2 separate regions of the Sus scrofa genome follow, and region 2 is linked to region 1. A link is a contact called in public Hi-C data. All regions are on one chromosome and are shown on one strand. The core of a region is the stretch at or near the end of the contact, and the rest is flanking DNA. Distances in the headings are between cores, read along the strand shown.

What was found. Hi-C and Micro-C count contacts between places; a contact is called where the count stands out from the background.
Region 2: a Hi-C map of mesenteric adipose tissue shows a contact between it and region 1, with 3 times the contacts expected there. The contact joins two enhancer-like sites. A contact is called at or near these places in 3 of 5 promoter capture datasets (fetal liver, fetal skeletal muscle and liver), 19 of 47 Hi-C or Micro-C datasets (adipocytes, brain, embryonic fibroblasts and 11 more) and 1 of 2 datasets of contacts at active chromatin or transcription factors (skeletal muscle).

What each region holds. Positions count from the first base shown.
Region 1 is chr1:90,730,206-90,735,039 of Sscrofa11.1, forward strand. No RefSeq gene overlaps it. Among named protein-coding and RNA genes, the nearest start is that of COL12A1, 12 kb to the right of the region's middle. Within about 2 kb of position 2,501, at least 3 of the 83 cell types and tissues checked have an H3K27ac peak or open chromatin away from gene starts, as enhancers often do.
Region 2 is chr1:92,192,697-92,197,530 of Sscrofa11.1, forward strand. It overlaps CD109 (CD109 antigen), which reads right to left. Exons shown (of 33, transcript XM_001927545.6): 5 at 4,548-4,673. Among named protein-coding and RNA genes, the nearest start is that of CD109, 46 kb to the right of the region's middle. Within about 2 kb of position 2,000, at least 4 of the 83 cell types and tissues checked have an H3K27ac peak or open chromatin away from gene starts, as enhancers often do.

The DNA.
Region 1 (4,834 bases), core at 1,251-3,750:
TTGTTTTCACTTTTTTACCGTTATGGATAAGGGCCGCTAAAAACATTCACACATAGGTCTTTTTTTTTTTTTTTTTTTTTTTTGTCTTTTGTTGTTGTTGTTGCTATTTCTTGGGCCGCTCCCGCGGCATATGGAGGTTCCCAGGCTAGGGGCTGAATCGGAGCTGTAGCCACCAGCCTACGCCAGAGCCACAGCAACGCGAGATCCGAGCCTCGTCTGCAACCTACACCACAGCTCACGGCAACGCCGGATCGTTAACCCACTGAGCAAGGGCAGGGACCGAACCCGCAACCTCATGGTTCCTAGTCGGATTCGTTAACCACTGCGCCACGACGGGAACTCCACACATAGGTCTTTATATGGACATATATTTTCATTTCTCTTGGGTAAGTTGGGTTTTCTGAGTCTTAGGGTATGCATTTAAGTTTATGATAAAATGCTAACTTTTCCCAAAACAGTTGTACCAATTACATTTACATTTCTAACAGCAGTATATGCAGTTTTCAGTTCAATACTTGTAAAATAAATGTCATAAGTATATTTGTCCTAGATTTTTGGTTTTAATAGTTGTACCGTGCTACTAAGTTATCAAAAAAAAACCAAAAAAACAAACCATGTGTCAGTGTAGATGGATAGATGTGCTGAGGTCGAGACTTTTTTTGGTTGCCAGAGTAGAAAGATGTTGAAAACAACCAATTAGTCCAAATAATTCCTCCATACTGTCAGTTAGCAATATTTGAACTTCCTTCTTTGCACTGTCATTTTTTTTTACTTTCAAACGCTGTTGGAATTCAGAGTCCCCAGGAAGCCAATCTGATAGGCTCTCTCCATCAGGATGTATCAGGGTCAATTATCACAGGCCCAGCTAAGAGTTGGGTGGTGGGATCCATTCTGGGAATGAAGAGTTCACATCAGGAGCTAGGCAAAGACGGGGACTGCAGAGTGTGACCGTGAGGGAGAGATGCAGCAAATGACCTACAAACAGACCAGAAACCAGGATGAATGGAGGCTGGGGCAGGAAGCCCGTTTTCCTCTTCTGGCAGAGATTTGGGTTTGAGAACTAGCTGTGCCATTTTCTAGTCATGTGGCTTTATGCAGATCCTGCAACCTCCTAATTAAACATCAGATTTCTTTTCTTTATCTGGGATGCTGAGGAAATACTATCGGCTCTATCTGCATTGCATGGTTGTTGATCCGGGTGTTTCACTGAGCGGCACAGCTGAGTACGGCATACACTTGACAGGTGTCTTTTATTTGGTCAGTTTTTGTTTTGTTTTGTTTTGTTTTGTCTTTTTGGTCTTTTCAGGGCCGCACCCAGGGCATATGGATGTTCCCAGGCTAGGGGGTCTAATCAGAGCTACAGCTGCTGGTCTACATCACAGCTCATAGCAATGCTGAATCCTTAACCCACTGAGCTAGGCCAGGGATCTAACCCGAAACCTCATGGTTCCCAGTTGGATTTGTTTCCACTGCACCGCGATGGGAACTCCTATTTGGTCAGTTTTTAAATTGCCTTCTCTCATTTATTTCTCTTCCGTTGACCTAGTTTTGACTTTTACTCCAAACCTACCAAATCAACGGTGTCTCCTCTCAAATTCTCTCTTCCTGCGCCTTTAGAAACCCTGGCACACTTTATAGTAGGTAATTGGCGGCACTGTCATAAATTTCTTTCTACGACAGTCCATCTCAGATGCAGAGAGCAAAACTGTGAGGTTTTAGACCTGACTAGGATGTGCCTTTAAGTGTCAGGTTCTGTGATCCATCAAAGAATATTCAAGTTACATTTTTTTGTTTCTTTTTTTTTTTGCTTTTTAGAGCATATGAAATTTCCCAGGCTAGGGGTCGAATCAGAGCTACATTTGCCGGCCTACACCACAACCTTATAGCAACTACATTTATAGCACAACCACAATTATAGCAACTACATTGCTATAATGCCATATCCTTAACCCATTGAGTGAGGCCAGGGATCGAACCCTCAACTTCATGGTTACTAGCAGATTCCTTTCTGTTGCGCCACAATAGGAACTTATCAAGTTACATTTCAATGAGCCTAGAGTGGGATTCAAACTGACATGGGATGCTAGGAGGCTTTCTTAATTTCTGTGACTTTTCTGTTGTCTCTAAGACAAAGACAAGTATCCTTTTACAAGAGGAGCTAAGTCACGGGTGTTTATAAACTGCCTACATTTTCCTGGAAATTTTCCTATATTCCCTTGCTATTTATAACTGCATTTGTGTTGCTCTTTTTGCGTGTGTTCCAACATAATGTTTATAGAAAAGATGTCATGTCATCCTTTCAGTGCCCTCTGTGATAGAAAAGATGAAATGAAGTTTTAATGGAGTAAATGACTCGCTGGGGAAAACACATGTCTTTGGAGTGACGACATCGGTGGTGATTCCATGGCCCCATTGTTCTCTGGGGACCTGATGTTTCCATGGACTGTCTAGCTCACAGGATGGTTGTGCTTTCAAGTAAAGCCAATCTCCAAATTATGCTAAATGTGGGGGCCAGGACTTAGTAGGAGCTAAGGAATTTCTGAAGACAATAGCACAAAGGAGGTTCCTCTGTACTTGGCAGCTTGTTCTCAAGACTGAGTGGAATGAGTCAAAATTTTGGATATGGTCTTGTTAAATCTGAGCTCAGTAACAAGGACTATTTGATAACTTGGATAAGGCTTGGCCTAGCTTACCTGTTAGCTACCCTTTGGCCAGCACTGAGGCTACAGAATATCTGCCGATGATATTTACCCCTCGATTGTCATCAGTGCCCAAGGCCCATTATTTCTTCTCTTTTTCTTCCATAGTAATAGAACTTCAGAGTTATAGATGTGCACCTGGGCAGCCAGAAGAAACTACAGCGTCAAGGCTTCTTTGCAGCTAAATGTGACCATGTGACTAAGATTTGGCCAAAGAGATGCAATCACAATCATTCAAGAACTGCTGGTAGAAGACTTCCTCAGAAGACCACACATGTGGGACCACACATCCCCATGTGATCCCCTCCCCCTACCTGGTTTTGCCCTGTGCTTTTTCCCCTTCCAGCTCAAATGTGTATGTAGAGGACTCCCCTGTGGAGTAATAAGAGGGAGGAGCATGAGTATCTGACGACTTCCTGTAGCAAATCCGCCAAGTTGGCTGTGGGCTGCCTACCTCTTGACTTTCATGAGGGTTTTCATGCCCTTGTTGAAAACACTGTTTCTGTTGTCTGTCATCAGCAGCAGAGCCCTCTGAGAAGAGAGAGTGCCAACTGTTCTCATGGAATCTCAAAGGTGGTCTCAGAAAAAAAGCAGAACTTGCCTGTCTCAGGGCAGGAGTCTGCTGAGCTGGGTCGGTCCCTTCCCCTGCATTCAGAACACATGCAGACTTCTCTGGCATCTGCTGCAGGAACTCGGGGGCAGCAGCTCAAGGCCCCAAGGTATCTGGTCACCTTAGCAGCTCTGTCAGCTGTACTGGAAAGTGCTGGGTAGGCCAGGCACTTCCAGTTGCATATGTCACTGCCTATTGGTGGCAAGTTTTGTTTTGCTCAAATTTTAAAAGATTGCAGATGCAGATCTGCTGTAATAGGAGGAAGCCTTCCACTGCTCCAGTCCAACCCCATGCTTGAGACCGTGAGGCAATGAGTCCAAACAGGTTTTGCAAAATTACTGACATGCCAGGAATAGGGTACCCAGAAGAGTGGAAAAAAGACCAACCAGGCAGTTGGCACCTGGATTCTAGTCCTGGCACCACTGAGATGCTGGGACCAATGTGATCTTGAGCGAGTTACTTAGCTGCTCTGGCTCCCAGGTTCTGTGAATGTGATATGAGGGAGCTGGTTGTCTGATTTCTAAGATCCTTTAATCCCATCATCATTTTCTGAGGTTCACCATACAGTTTCATTCCTTTTTCCTAAAATTATGCAACTGATCTGTTGAGTAAAAGTACTACAAAAAAATATACCAATACTGTGACCACATTGTGAAAGTCTGTTATTGATTTGCCCAGATCCTTGCCTTGGCTCCAGTGTAAAAATCCACAAGAATAAAAGGCGCTGCTGGAAAATGCAGAGCCAGATGTTGGCAACTTCACTTTCATGGGTCGTCATCAAAATCGTAAGGGCACAAGACTGCATTTCAGAAACGTGTTAATAAAAACATAAACACTACCTGGGTTACTTGGTTTTCAAATTCGGTCCCTGCTTCGAACATGACCTTCGGTGGTCAGAGCAGAATCTTCTTTGGGGGGGACAGTAAGAGGTTTTGTTCCAAAGCTGTTGTTACAAAAACCAAACCAAACCAAAACAAAATCCACCAAAATTACAAGAAAAGAAGCCATTTAATAAGACAAAAAACTACACTTTTCTGGGTGGGGATTACAAACCAGGCCATGTGTGAGAGTTTGAAGTGATTATTTTCTCAACTTAAACAGTGAATGAGAACTTGATGTACTTGAAGCTTGATGAATACAGCAACCAGGCAGCAGATACCCAGGGGGAGGATGGAGGAATTGTTTAAGCATTTCCCAGATGCTTTTTGTATCACATGCAGTGTTATGTTTTTGGCCACCCATGAACAAGCTTGCAGGAGGCCAAGGCCCAACAATGCCATCCTTTTCTGTTTGCATAGCTGCCTGTCTCAGAAAGTGCTGATATTTTTCACAATTTGCAAGGTCCTGAAAAAAAAAAAAAGTGAGAGAGAGAAAGAGAGAAGAATATATCTCTGTCTTAAAAAAAAAACTATATTCAAATCTGATATACTATTTTAACATTGTTCATATAATAGAAAGCTGCCAATAAACTTTATTAGGAAAAAACCTACAAGGATTTTGATCACCTAGAAGGCACATCTAGGAG
Region 2 (4,834 bases), core at 750-3,249, 1.5 Mb after region 1:
CCCTCTGACAGGAGAACCCGGTGTTCCAGGAAGTCAGGGGAAAATGGATGGAAGAGGCTAAGAGACAACAAGAGGTCAAAGGTCAAAGTGTGGGCAAGACACATGCCTCCTCCGGAGAGTGCAGTCCCCATTCAACACAATCGTATACCTTCAGGATGTGCATAAGTAGAAAACAAAAAGTCAGTGCTCTTCCTAAGTTGCACTAATTTTAAGAGGGCTTAAAATAATAATCATCATCTTGCTTTTCAATGTAATTAAACTAACATAGTAAAGTCTATGAAGATCTAGAGGGCTTACTATGCTCCATCATCATATACTACACAATGAAAGAGAGAAAAAGAAGAAAAACCTAGAAAGTTTGCTGGGTCCCAATAATTACTCATAATTAAAATCCTGAAAGTAAAAAGCAATACTTGAAATTCAAAAGCAATTTATATAACCCAGAAAGGTTAACAGTATAATAAAGGACTCCTTCACTCTTATTCTACAAACAAACATGTTACAGTTGCAGAAATGCAAAGGAACCCATAAAATGTGTTGTACCAACAGGATAATAAATGGAAAAAGTGATTCAAAACATACCACTCTATCTGCACAGTCTCTACAAATCAAAGCTTTGGTGCAGCCTGTATTTTTAATACATTATCCTTCAGTAGTAATACTAAAATCTCTCCAGGTTTTTTCCTAATGATTTTTTTTCCTAACAATGTTTTTGTTTTTTCCTAAAAATTTTTTCCTTAATCTTCATGGGATTTCAAAACACTCTCCTGAAAATAAATATTTTTCTCCTCCCTACAAATTCTACTGAGAATGGGCCACTGCCTTGGGAAAATAAAAATATGGTCTACTAATGGTGGATTATTTAAATGATGAATATATTTCCTCCATAATCGTTGTTCACAGCTAAAGGAAAGGGGTTTAATAGTAAACATGGAGTCCTAGAGTGCTGTGCAGGAAGGAGTCAAGGAAAGGTCAAAACTGGAGACCAAGGCTGCTTCCCAAGCACTTCTTTGACTATACTGACCCCTTGTGGCACTTTAAGGACTTTTTTTTTCACCAAGGGATTTTTTTCCCCAAGTCGTCTGCCTTCACTTTGCATCGCCTGGGGGAGCCCCCGACAATATGAGCATAGAATCATCACCCAGTACACCTCAAAGATCCTAAATTTTATTTGCCAATTATACCTCTGTAAAGCTGGAAGGAAATACATGCCATCACCCCTAGCAACGATGGGACCAATCTGCGTGCCTTCAAAATGATAAAGATGTTTACAAGGTGGGAAAGGGGGGCTTTATACTCAGTTTGAGACCAATGGCTATTATATTGCTTTCATGCATTCATGCAACAAGTTCTGACCTCTGGCTGTGTGCAAAGCACTGCATAGGTCCTAAAGACATGGGGGAACAAGCCCTCACACAGACTCTGCTTACCAGGCCCTGCTGTCCAAGTGACAGGACTGGACCAGGAGAAACACAGAGGGCTGTGTTCAGAGGAGCAGGCCATCACAGACAATGCCTGAGGATATAGGCAGGGAGTCAGAAAAGCAGTAGAAAAACAGCAGCCCGGCAGAGGCAGCAGCCTGTGGAAAGGCTCAGGGGAAGGATGGGCAAGTTTAAGAAACTTAAGAAACAACACGTCTAAAGCATAGCGTTCAAGGGTAAGGGTACCATTAAACAAAGCCAGATTTCGTGAATGCTTTTCATTTCTCAAGCACCTCAATTTTCTTAAGAGCATGTACCTTTTTTCCATATGAAAGCAATATGACAAGCCACGAACCACTACATGAGAAACCTATAACCTCAAATCTTTCAGCCTTTCTCCGCTATTCTAGTCTCCTCTCTCCTCTGGTGCATATTCTGTGAGGCACTCACGGCACAATTTAATCCCTCGGAGGCTGCCACCCACAGGGCTGAGGTCGTCCTGCCTAGTCACTGTGCAGAGGGGGTCACTGAGTGGACAACTGAGGGCCACCAGAGGGAGCCACTGGCCCCAAAGCTCAGGCGCTTGGACTGACACAGACCGTCTTTATCTTGAGGTGGCCTAAGCGAGCCCCAAGGGGCCTCACAGACTCTGCACCTTGGGACTCCTCTGCTGTCTTCCCATGTCATGTCCTTCTGTCACCGTTGTGTAGTCACTTCACTCCTGTCATGTCAGTCATCTCCCCACAGCAATCCTGAAGATGGAGGTCAGGCTTAGCTTCCTGGCCTATTGCAGCACCATAAGCCCTCAATACGTATCTGATGGAGGATGGACAGGAGCATGGACAGACAGACAAACAGCTGATTCCTGGGGAACTATAGTGAAATCAAAAAGCAAGAACTGAGGAGTTCCCATTAAGAACCTGACAGAGTGTCCATGACGACGCAGGTTCAATCCCTGGCCTCGTTCAGTGGGATGAGGATCTGGCATTGCCGTGAGCTGTGGAGCAGGTTGCAGACATGGCTCGGATCCTATGTCGCTGTGGCTTTGGTGTAGGCCAACAGCTGTAGCTCCAATTCAACCCCTAGCCTAGGAACATCCAGATGCTACAGGTGCAGCCATAAAAAGAAAAGAAAGGGGGGAAAAAGGGAGAATTGAGAATAAAATCCTAACTCCTTAAAACTCACAATAAACTTCCTAATCCTCAGCTTCCTTTGTCCTCGGCATGCTCCAGTATCCCATTTGTCCAAATCTCCAGATACTCGAGGTTCTCCTGTACTTCCCACCTCCTCACAAGTCTTTCTCCCGCCCACATCTCACCAACGTCTACCTTTTCCTTCTTCTCTACAAGCTCAAATGTCTGGTTCACCTGTAGTTCATCACAGCTGCTGTGGACACCCATAACTGCTTGCACACCTTCTCATTTCCTCTGTGGCACAACCGCAACTCAGGCTCGGCGAGCTATTCATCCTCACGCAAATGTGCAAAAACCATGGGCTGACGAAGGGGACCTAGTTCTGCTTTTAGGATGTGGCCCAAAAAAATGCTAACTAAAGGAAAATTTTTTAACTTAACTTATGAAGTACTTGGTATGTTTATCTGACTCAGGTCGGATGCTAATGAATGATTATTCCTTCTAGGAAAGTGGTTCTCCATGGAGGAGGGAGAGGGAACATTTGGTGACATCTGGAAACATCTCTGGTTGTTAGGACTTGAAGGGAGGGGAGAGCTGCTACTGGCATTTGGTGGCTAGAGGTCACAGAGGCTGCAGCGCGTCCTACACTGCAGCCTCACAACAAAAAATTATTTACTGTCATGTCAGATGTGAGAAGCCCCATTCTAATAGATTATTTTTTAAAGCTCTCATTTGTGAATTTATATATATTTTAATAAATTCCAAAGAAAAGAATTAAGACGTATTCAAGTAATCTTCAAACACAGCACATGCACAGGAGAAAAGCTGAGACAGAGACACAAAGGGTATCTTAACGGTCCCACCCCATTATCTCAGGGCTGAGAGGTTGGCAGTAAGCAGGTGGAGAGCTCGGGAGAAAGGAGGACTGGGGAACAGAAGACTGAGATGGCTGTTTGAGGTCACTGGAATTCTTAAAACAAAGATAAAGTACATTAGACCAGTGTCATCAGAAGTCATCATTCTGAGACATAAAATTTGCCAAATATAAAAAGGAAAAAAAGGGGGGAGTTCCTGTTGCAGCTCAACAGGTTAAGAACCCTACTTGTGTCCATGAGGATGCAGTTTTGATCCCCAGCCTTGCTCAGTGGCTTAAGGATCCAGCATTCCATGAGCTGTGGTGTAGGTCACAGGTGTGGCTTAGATCCCCAGTTGCTATGGCTGTGGTGTAGGCCAGCAGCTGCAGCTAGGATTTGACCCCTAGTCTGGGAACTTCTATATGCTGCATGAGTGGGCCCTAAAGAGAAATTAAAATAAAATAAAATAAAATTTTCCAAATAATAGCTATGTATTTATTACTTAGTTTTAAAATATTCAAAGTATGCAGGAGTTCCCGTCATGGCGAAATGGTTAATGAATCCAACTAAGAGCCATTAGGTTGCAGGTTTGATCCCTGGCCTCGCTCAGTGGGTTGAGGATCCTGCGTCTCCATGAGCTGTGGTGTAGGTCGCAGATGCAGCTTGGATCCCGAGGTGCTGTGGCTGTGGCGTAGGCCGGCGGCTACAGCTCTGATTAGACCCCTAGCCTGGGAACCACCATATGCCATGGGTGCAGCCCTAGAAAGACAAAAGGACAAAAAATACAAAAAAAAAAATATATATATATATATTTATTTTATATATATATACAGTAAGTATATATTTATTTTATACATATATAGTAAGTACAATAAACATCATTTAATTAGTTTTATAATAAAATGTGAATTGTTTTAACCTTCAAATGTTACATTAAAAAACAACATTGATTATAACTCTAATATGTGATATAGGCTAACCCACTGATAGTAATAATTAATTAAAAATAAGCCACTTAAATTATCTAGAGTTCAGATAATGTTTTTCAGTTCATTGAATAAATGACTTGGGAACTATTTCTCTCGCCTGAACTATTTAAATCATTTGAACATTTCCCCCCCAAATATATCTATACTCACGTTCACTTGAACTTGGATGGACCAGTCACCAAGTATTGGATGGGAAGACAACTGGAAAGTTTTGGAAACGACTCCAAGATCACTTTGTTCTGACAACCACTGCTGGATCAAATTGGACTTAGGGTCCTACAATGAAAACCATACATGTTAAGTACATAAAGCCTGCCCATATCCACAGAGTCCTAAATGGTTCTGAATGAGGCCCTGCAGGACTCCAGACCCACCCACATCTAGGACAGAGAGAGCATTTGGCCAGTGTCGGCCCCACACTAAAAACATCAAAATTT